Regions from separate parts of the Gossypium arboreum genome. Here region 1 is linked to region 2. Evidence: chromatin contacts called from public Hi-C data. All regions are on one chromosome and are shown on one strand. Each heading gives the region's core, a stretch centred on a gene start, on an enhancer-like site or on the middle of the called end of the contact. The rest is flanking DNA. Distances are from core to core; before and after follow the strand shown. Region 1 holds the start of LOC108464132 (protein NSP-INTERACTING KINASE 2). Region 2 holds the start of LOC108464107 (S-adenosylmethionine decarboxylase proenzyme-like).

Region 1 (5,388 bases), core at 167-2,666, 140 kb after region 2:
AAAAGTGACTATTTTTTTAGTTTACCCTAAATTTAAAGATAATGTTTGATGTCAACAAATTGATTTTGTTAATTTTAAACATAACTTTAAAAAATTTTCTAACCCTAAATGATATGTTGAGACAAAAACAACCGTTTGGTTGATTTTAAGTAAAATGTTGCTATCCAAGTGATAATCTTAACTTTGCAAACCTTTTATGTCTGATCAACTTTACATTTGTTTATATATATGATGACCAATTTGCATTGAGCTGGAAATTATCTTTTTAATGTCTAAATGGAAAAGAAAAGGGTTAAATGAAAAATGAAGTCAACTACAATGATGGGGTCTCCATTGCACGTGTATCGAAAATAAGCATCATCACCCCTTTGCTTCTAATACCATGATTTTTATTTTGTTTTAAGCTTTAAGTTGAATGTATTTCTGATATGAATTTTAATATATATATATATATATATAAAGGTTATGGCGTAATGAATAGAGATATTACAAGTTTTAATTTTCTTTTTAAAAAAAATGAGATTTTAAATAAAAAATGATATTTATTTCAGTTTAGGTGGAAATTTAATTGGAATATAATGGGATAATGGAATACCCAAAAGTGAATAGATATAGAGAAAAGGGAAGAGCAAGAGCAGCTTTTGCTTTATAAAGTTGGGTGCTTTTGGTAATGTTGGAATGTTGAAATGGGACAGTGTGTTTGACTGTAGAGAGAATGCATTTTTTATATGAAAAAGAAAAGAGAAAATTGAAAAAACAGAAACAAAGATCTCATGAGGAGCTATTACATCAACAATCTCGAGGATTATACCCTCGAGATTCTAACCTTTTAATTATTACCATCGTGAAAAAGCAAATTAATTAGAATGAAGCAATTTTGTGACTTTAATTTCTTTTTCCATGAAGACAAAGACAGTGGGCGTCCTCAGGGAATGTTGGATCCACTCTTACTGTGGAACAAATCTAATTCCAACCCAACACTTTCTCTTTCACACTATGACATTCATTTAATGGAGTTTAAAATTTTCTTTAGTGTGAAATTTACCTAACCCCACGATATAGGGTAATTATAATAAAATGATAAAACCATAGGGTGCTTAACAGTTAACATCTAGATTTGGTTAATGTAGCTTACCCTCAGCTTTTTATCTACTATTATTATCCTCGTTCAATAACTAATGATATATAAAATTTAAAATCATTTGAATTAATTAAAAGCTAATTAAACAGACAAAAATTCCCGAAAATAGGTTTTAACTTATATTTTTTTAAAAATTTAGATGATAATTTTATATTTTAAACTTATATTTAATAATAAAATTAATTTTTAATGCAATCAATGGGTTCAATTAAACCGGTTGAACCGCTGTGGTCTGATTTTTAAAAGCACTGTCAGCCATGTTAGATGGTTACTTCTTTCCTAGTATTTCATTTAAAATGATCAAAGTCTCTTGTTTTCTTAACCCTTGCTTCTGAGTTTCTGACAGAAAAAGAAGAGTAAGTTCAAATTCCAATTCTTAAGCAAGTGGGGGAAGTTTCAGAGCTTGGATCCTGATGTAAACCATTGCATGAAAAACAACAACATCCTACTTAACCATTTACTTTCAGTTTGAAGCTGTTTTTTGCTTACGAACTTCGTGTACCAGCTCCTTACCGGCTTCATACCCAAAAAAAAGAGCTGCTTTTGGTTTTTTTCTTAGAGCTTCAACTACTGAAAACAATGGGACTCAAGCAAGAAGAGTTTGTGTGGTGTTGGGTTGTTTTGTTCCTCTTCTGTTCTTCTGCAACTGCTTTGCTTTCACCAAAAGGTGTTAACTTCGAAGGTAACTAAACTGTTTTTCTTTACTTTTTTTTTTTTTTTAATTTCTATAATGAAGAAATGCATTGTACATGAACAAGGAAATGATCCTTTTGGTTATTTTCTTTTTGTTTTCAGTGCAAGCTTTAATGGGAATAAAAGAGCTTCTGGTTGATCCTCATGGTGTTCTTGACAATTGGGATGAAGCTGCTGTTGATCCATGTAGTTGGAACATGGTCACTTGCTCTATTGATGGTCTAGTCATTGGCCTGTAAGTACCACTTAAAAACACTCCTTCAAACTTTAAAAATCACTAACAAATACTCTAAAAGATGATATGATTTTGTCACAGAGGAGCTCCAAGCCAGAATTTGTCTGGTACACTTGCACCCACCATTGGAAACTTGACCAATCTGCAGCTAGTGTAAGTTTCAAAACTGTTATACAAAAATTCCTGGTTTATATAGTTCCTAGTTTAGCTACAATGCTTATTAAATGAAAGCTTTTTGCAGGCTCCTACAGAATAACAATATATCAGGTTATATACCCTCAGAACTAGGGAAGCTTCCCAACCTTCACACACTTGATCTTTCTAACAACAACTTCTCTGGTCAAATTCCCACCACTTTGTCCCATTTAGAAGCCCTCCAATACCTGTAAGCATTCATACATATATATATATTGAACTTTTGCTATGGTTTTAGCAACTTCAGAATCAGTTTGAATATGATGATAATGGGGTTTCCTTTGAATTGCATCAGGAGGTTGAATAACAACAGTCTCTCAGGAACTATACCTTCCTCTTTGGCTAACATGACTCAGCTCAGTTTCCTGTAATTTTCTGAAACTCTATGAATTCCATTTAGTCTTTTTCTTTCTTTCCAAATTGATGCATATCGGATTTAAGGATTAATATTTCCTTCCAGGGACTTGTCTTTCAATAATTTGAGTGGTCCACTGCCAGGCTTGCTTGCAAAAACATTCAAGTAAGTTGACTCATACAGCAAGCTTTTGCTTACAGTGATTACCCTGTTTGAAACATGATATTTAAATTGTTTTTTTCGTCTGTTTATTATTTGCTTACTATATTTTTTAGTTGACACAGCATTGTTGGAAACCCATTGATATGTGATGCTGGAGCTGAACAAGACTGTTCAAGAACAAGGCCAATGCCAATGCCTTTTTCCTTAAATAATTCACAAAGTAAGAACAGTTCTCCCATCTTGAATATCTCTTTATTTTTCCTAAACTATCCATGTCCACTACTTGTATTTAACATATATTCGTACACGGATATGGTATGATCCTCCAAATATATATAATCTGATATCATTTTCTGTGCTTGTTAGACTCGCAGCCCTCGGGTAGACTCAAGGGCCATAAAATTGCTTTAGCCTTCGGGTCCAGTCTAGGCTGCATCTGCCTGTTTGTTCTTGGTTTTGGTTTCGTTCTCTGGTGGAGGCAAAGACACAATCAGCAAATATTCTTCGATGTTAATGGTTAGTGAAAACCGAAAATGGTATATACATTTGCATCAGAATCATATAGTTTATAGAAAAAGGGCTAATGAACAGGGCTAATTTGTGTTCATAAAACATACTCTTTTAAACATTTCAGAACAACATAGAGAAGAAATCTGCCTTGGAAACTTGAAGAGGTTCCATTTCAAGGAACTTCAGGTAGCTACTAACAACTTCAGCAGCAAGAATGTAGTCGGCAAAGGAGGTTTTGGGAACGTATATAAGGGGTATCTCCAAGATGGGACAGTAGTAGCTGTGAAAAGGCTTAAAGATGGAAATGCTATTGGAGGTGAAATCCAGTTTCAAACTGAAGTTGAGATGATTAGTCTAGCAGTTCACCGCAACCTACTTCGGCTCTATGGATTTTGCATGACAGCAACCGAAAGGCTTTTGGTTTACCCCTACATGTCCAATGGTAGTGTTGCTAATCGACTTAAAGGTAACGTAAGAGCAATCATCTCTGCTATTAAATTCCATTTATGAAATACCAACAATCATATACAATGAAACGCATATCGTATGCATAGTCCAATACCAATTCTAAATGTTCAAATAAGGTAAAATTTACCTTAGAATAATATTGGTGGTTTCTGATGTTTGCAGCCAAACCAGCCTTGGATTGGGGAACGAGGAAAAGAATAGCTTTAGGAACAGCTAGGGGCTTATTGTACTTGCACGAGCAATGTGACCCGAAGATAATTCATAGGGATGTTAAAGCTGCAAATATACTGCTTGATGATTACTGTGAGGCCATAGTTGGAGATTTCGGATTGGCAAAGTTGTTGGATCACCGGGATTCACATGTGACAACAGCTGTGAGGGGCACAGTGGGACATATAGCCCCGGAATATCTATCAACCGGTCAGTCCTCTGAGAAAACAGACGTTTTCGGGTTTGGTATCCTATTACTTGAGCTGATATCAGGATTGAGGGCTCTTGAATTTGGGAAGACAGCTAACCAGAAAGGAGCCATACTTGACTGGGTGAGATAATCAAAGAAAATTTACTTATCTGACTATTCTTACAATGAATCAAGTTACATAATCTGATGTACCAAGTTATTGTTGTTATTATGTAGGTAAGAAAAGTTCACCAAGAGAAGAAACTTGATATGCTAGTTGACAAGGACCTGAAGAACAACTATGATAGGATTGAGCTTGAAGAAATGGTTCAAGTGGCTCTTTTATGCACTCAATACCTTCCAAGTCAAAGACCAAAGATGTCGGAAGTGGTTCGGATGCTAGAAGGTGACGGACTTGCTGAGAAATGGGAAGCTTCTCAGAAAGCTGAAGCAACCAGGTCAAGAGCCAATGAATTCTCCTCTTCAGAGAGATACTCTGATCTTACTGATGACTCTTCCTTGCTGGTTCAAGCAATGGAGCTCTCTGGACCAAGATGACAAATGGGGTATAAGAATCATATTTTATTTATTAAGAAGATACCTAAACAAATATCATGGGACAGAACATAAATGTGTTGAAATGTACTGTGTTGTATAGTGTTAGAATACTAGAAACTCTAAATATGTTTCACTTCCAGTTGTACAAATTTGGATTCAACAGAAAAAATCTGACATTTAGGCTGAGTTTTACATTGCCTGCTGCTGGTTTGAGTGAAGAACTTTTTCTGGAGATGTTTTTACTGTGAGTTGTAATAAAACTGTTATTCAAATGGATTCTGGTTTGCTCCCTAAAATTTACTACCAAAGCAAGTTTACTGTTTTTATCATGAAATGGTTTGTGCATGTATCCATCCATCCATCCATGCATGCATGCGTGCAGAGTGATGATTTTCACATATTCTCCACAAATCTGGTAGACATAACATACTACTTCCCTCTCTTTATGTTATTTTCAAGCTTTTCAACAGAAGTATCAATGAAATCCTGATAAAAACTAATCTTCAACTTCATAAATCATATCTCAATTTGCTCAGAATTGTTATTATTTACATTTCAAAAGAATATGTTACAGAAGAAATATGCAATTGGTGCCCAATTGTTCTTTGATATTTCAAAAGAAAGGCAACAAATTAGCAAATGAGAGGGCAAAGTACTTAATTGTGCTCTAT
Region 2 (5,126 bases), core at 1,336-3,835:
AAGGGGGACTGCTAAAAGAGGGAGATATTTTGGGAAATTTTGTTGCAACATTGAGAAATGAAGTTTTCAATTTTTAGTTTGTTTTCTTCGATTGAGAAATGAAGTTTTCAATTTTTAGTTTGTTTGCTTCTGCTGCTGCTACTTCCTTTTTATTTTGATACTGCTGGTGAACGGATTTTGAACTCCTAGAGAACTGGTTTTGCTTATGGATTTCATTTACTTTGATGCATTAGGTCCTTACTTGGTTAGCTTATTTACTTTGATGCATTAGGTCCTTACTTGGTTAGCTTACTTAGTTATAATTATGGTTGGTTGGTTGGTTATTAATGCGAATTCAACTAAGCATTGATGATTAATTTACTTAATCATTTTCTAAGTTAAGTCTATTAAGTTAATGAGAGTATGCTAAAGGGGAGCTGAGGTTATTTAATGTTAGAGCTTCTTGCTTTGTGTATGTTTTGTTCAACAAATTGTCAATGGGGGAGATTGTTGAAAACATGAAACTGACAAATTGGTGCCAAAGGGAGTACCCACTCCCTTGCCCAACAAATTGTATGGAGATAGTTTTCATATTTTAAGGTGTTGGCAATTTATTAAATTGTTTGATTAGGCTATGCTGATTATATGCATGATATTTAGCCCATTATGGAAGATCATATAACCTAGGGAGTCATATATTGGTGATTGGATTGAATAAGATTACACTTATCTAATCCTTTGAATAAATGAAGTTGGATTGGATTGAATCTCTAAAGACTTAGCTACCAAGAATCCTTGTCTATCTTGTTCATTATTATTATATTGTATTCAGTTTATAATGTAACTGTTTTATAGAGGTTGTGATAGGTCTTGTTATGTAAGCAAGTCTCAATAAACTTTATATAATGGAGAGACTTATATAGACTTATGTATGGAGAGAGTTGAGCACTTAATCTATTCAAAGTGAGGAACCTTATTGAATGAGTACATATTGATAGTAAAACCTTTGTGTTGTGGTTTTACTTGCTAAATTCACAATTGGTGAATTTAGTGATGAACGTATCTAATCTTCAAGGTACAATTGTGAGGAAACTTGTCATAGGGTGTGTGGTAGTTTAGGATAATTTATTTTAAGTATTGAAGACAATAAATGTTTCTCATAAGCTAAGCTCTGCATATGTAAAGAAACTAAAATACATAAACAATATTTTTTTGTGTTTTATTTATTTGTTGTTTGGTGCTTAAAGGAATACCACTACCTTATGCACCAATTTAATTGTGAAGTTTCTATTTTTAGCAATGCCTTTTTTAGCTAACAGTATATATGATTTTAAAAATAAGTTGACTTGTCATGTGTTGGTTGCTTGTAAATTAATACGTGATAATTCAACATTCAACCTAAATTTTTAAAAAAAAATTAAAGTGTGACACGTTTCACATGTGCAAATAACTAATCATCTCACATGATAAGTTTACTATTTGAGAGAAAATTTATTTTACTTTCTTTTAAATTATAATTAATATTAGAATAATAATATTTTTTCATATTTTTATATGACCTTTAAATAATACAATTAAAAATAAAAAATTTAAGAATTCAACACGTTTAATAATATTAAAATACAATTTTATTATTACTCTAATTATTTTTTAGTTAAATAAATTTCAAAAGATAAAATCTAGTTGACATTATTTTCTAACTAATTCTTTAATTTACTACTATTTTTTATAATAAAACCCCAATCCCGAAAAAGAAGGAAATAAAATCAATAATTACTTATTTATAAGAGTTTTTCAAACTAATATTCTTAATTCTTTAAAAAATTAATTTATAGAATAGTAACAAATAGTAATAATTTTAAAATTACTTTTAGAAATTCGAGAACAAAGTTCTAATTATTATAATAATAAAAGAAAATGACTTTTAAATAAAATTGAAAAAAGAATATTCCGAAAGAGGAAATAAATAAATAAAGCAAAGCAAAGCAGTGATGTGGAAAATTACAGGTGAAGAGCCAGGTACGTGTCAAAATAATGGGTGAATAGGAATCGTATCACCGTAAGTGCCATCATTCATACAAATCTCTTCCTCACTTCAAACTTCCTTAATTCACTCAATTGACCATTTTGGTCATCTTCCAATTAACCAGATCTCTACTCTTTTTTAGATTTTAATTTAATCCCTTTATTTTTAAATTTAATAATTTATTTTTAATTGGTCAACTAACCAATTTAAAAATGCATGGGGCTTTTTCTGAAACAACAGGGAATGATATTAAAACCCCATAGTCGGTATGGAAAATAATACATTTCTACCGGTTTTTATTTTTTTATTTTTCACACATAATATTAATCACGTAAATTTTTAATTTTAAAATATGAACTAATTTTTTTATTTAAATCATAATATAAATTTAATAAAAATTTAAAATTAGTTGCGAAATTCACGCCTCATACGCAGTCAGTTTTCAGCTAATAATGGATTCATAAAATAATAAACCAAAATAAGAGTTAAAAAAAAAAAACTGAAACGTCCCTGTAAAACGGAGGGTCAAGACCGTAATTTTGTCGTGAAGTCACGAGGAAAAGCCCTACCTTCCTGCCCTATATAAATTGGACCCTTCCACCACAGAACCATATTCTCATTATTTGCGTGAACTGCGAGAAGTGAGAAACTATTGTAAACCTCTCATAATATTCTGAGCTTTTTTTTTTCTTTTTGTTTCGTATAATTTTGTAAGTATTTCTTTTCTTTTTCGCAATTTTTGTAATTATATTTTTTTCTTTTTGCTTTGTTCGTAATGTTCTTTAAATAAAAGAAAATCATCGATTCTTTTTCTTGTATCTTCATATGCGATGAGTTTTCTTTTCGTTTTTTGAAGGATCTGAGCCAAGGTTGATAATCGAGTTTTTATAAGAGGTTGATCCTGGCATTCCAAAATTTGAATTGTGAGTATTTCTTCTTCCGATCTTTTATTTGTTTATCGTATTGATGATATCTTTATGATGCAATCTTGGAGGCGATAAAATACTACTAATTTATAATAATATTATTTATAGATATGTAATTTTGCACGAAAAGAGTACAGTTTAAATTTAAGATGTTATTTATTTATTTGAATAAGATTGTTATATTTGTCTTCATGTTTCTTGTACCTTCTATAAATTTGTTTTACTTTATATTTTCTTAAAAATTACAGTATTTTGAATGCTAGCTTTTGTTGCCTCTATAGTTTTAATTTTCTTGCTTCTTGCCAAAGTCATTATTTTTTTTCTTTCTTTTCTTTTGTGTTTTTTTTTAAATAAATTACGATGATGTTCGAGTTTTGAACTTAAACATGCTGTGATTTTTTTGATACTTCAATGCATATTTTGTTTGAATTTCTAAATACTTTCAACATATATCCTGTTTCATGGTTTTCTGGATACTTGAATCTATATGCGGTTTCATGATTTCCGTATACTTAAAAGAATATGATGTTTCATGATTAGAATTGTTTTTTTCCAGAGCTCAAGGTATTGATTTATCAATTCCGTTCTTGATACGTGCATGTTTCATCTGACCTGTTTGTTCTGTTTTCTAATTGTAATTTAGGTGTGGCTGAATGATCTATGGAGACTAAGGGAGGGAAAAAGAAGTCTAGTAGTAGTAAGTCATTATTCTACGAAGCTCCTCTCGGTTACAGCATTGAAGACGTTCGACCAAACGGTGGAATCAAGAAGTTCAGATCTGCTGCTTACTCCAACGTAAGTGGTTGGCATATATTTGAGTTTTGTAGATCATGAACAACGCAATTGTACTTGCATAAATCATTTGATGCTGACAAATCTTGTTCCTTATTTTGCAGTGCGCTCGCAAACCATCCTGATATTCGTAACGCAAGTGCGCCCTTCTGACCACTGTTAAAGTGGTCAATTTATTTTTATTTGCTTTATTACTTAGTATTAGTATCTATCTTCGGCCGGCTTCCTCCCCCGCTCTCCTTGCAACTGTTTTCTTTTTATCTACGATCTCCTCACTTGGCGCCTGTCTACTTTCTTTGTTTCTAAGAAACCCTGTTCTGGTATTTCCTTGGGCGACTTCACAATGGCGGTATCTGTAATTGGATTTGAGGGTTATGAAAAGAGGCTCGAGATTTCATTTTTTGAGCCTGGTGCCTTGGTTGACCCTGAAGGAAAGGGTCTCAGATCATTGTCGAGAGCCCAGCTGGATGAGATTCTAGGACCAGCTGAGTGCACTATAGTTTCTTCACTATCAAACTATCATTTGGACTCCTATGTCCTTTCTGAGTCTAGCCTCTTTGTATATCCATACAAGATCATCATCAAAACCTGCGGGACAACAAAGCTACTTCTTTCGATCCCACCCATCCTGAAGTTGGCGGGTAGCCTTTCTCTTACAGTAAAATCTGTTCGGTACACTCGTGGGAGTTTTATCTTCCCTGCTGCTCAGCCATATCCTCATCGTTACTTCACTGAAGAAGTTGTTATTCTTGATAGCTATTTTGGCAAGCTTGGCGCTGGTAGCAAAGCTTATGAAATGGGTGGGCTGGATAAAGAGAAATGGCATGTTTACTCTGCTTCTGCTGAATCTGTTAACACCAAAGCCCCTACTTACACTTTAGAGATGTGCATGACTGGTTTGGACACTGAAAAGGCTACGGTTTTTTACAAAGACGAATCGACCTCGGCAGCTTCGATGACCATGAAGTCTGGCATAAGGAACATACTTCCAAACTCTGAGATATGCGATTTTGAGTTCGAACCTTGTGGTTATTCTATGAATTCAATCGAAACCGATGCTATTTCGACCATTCATGTTACACCCGAAGACGGTTTTAGTTATGCAAGCTTCGAAGCTGTGGGCTATGATCTGAAAGAGTTGAATCTGGAGCAGTTGGTGCAAAGGGTTTTAGTTTGCTTCAAACCAAGTAATTTCTCTGTTGCCGTGCATGTGGATGTTGATTGTCACTCATTTGAACAGACCTGTCTGCTGGATGTTAAAGGATACCATTGCCGGGAGAGTAGCATCGAAGAGCTTGGTTCAGGCGGTTCCATCATTTACCAGAGCTTCAACGGCATTGGGGGATGTGGATCACCTAGATCAACTCTGAGTTGCCTCTGGGAAGAGGAGGAAGAGTATTATT

The links. A called contact is a pair of places that touch in the nucleus more often than the background predicts.
Region 1: a contact with region 2 is called in a Hi-C map of leaf, with 1.5 times the contacts expected there. The contact joins the promoter of LOC108464132 here to the promoter of LOC108464107 in region 2. A contact is called at or near these places in 3 of 5 Hi-C or Micro-C datasets (all in leaf).

The regions. Positions count from the first base shown.
Region 1 is chr13:69,045,260-69,050,647 of ASM2569848v2, forward strand. It overlaps LOC108464132 (protein NSP-INTERACTING KINASE 2), which reads left to right and starts at 1,417. Exons shown (of 11, transcript XM_017764244.2): 1 at 1,417-1,823; 2 at 1,937-2,069; 3 at 2,151-2,222; 4 at 2,311-2,454; 5 at 2,560-2,631; 6 at 2,725-2,784; 7 at 2,904-3,001; 8 at 3,148-3,297; 9 at 3,416-3,757; 10 at 3,922-4,301; 11 at 4,397-5,013. The coding sequence starts at 1,721. The coding sequence ends at 4,717. LOC108464134 (F-box/FBD/LRR-repeat protein At1g13570) reads right to left here. Exons shown (of 4, transcript XM_017764245.2): 4 at 5,226-5,388. LOC128286708 (a long non-coding RNA gene) reads right to left here and starts at 4,141. Exons shown (of 2, transcript XR_008277343.1): 1 at 3,887-4,141; 2 at 2,952-3,250.
Region 2 is chr13:68,907,713-68,912,838 of ASM2569848v2, forward strand. It overlaps LOC108464107 (S-adenosylmethionine decarboxylase proenzyme-like), which reads left to right and starts at 2,586. Exons shown (of 4, transcript XM_017764204.2): 1 at 2,586-2,715; 2 at 2,862-2,928; 3 at 3,575-3,726; 4 at 3,828-5,126. The coding sequence starts at 4,067.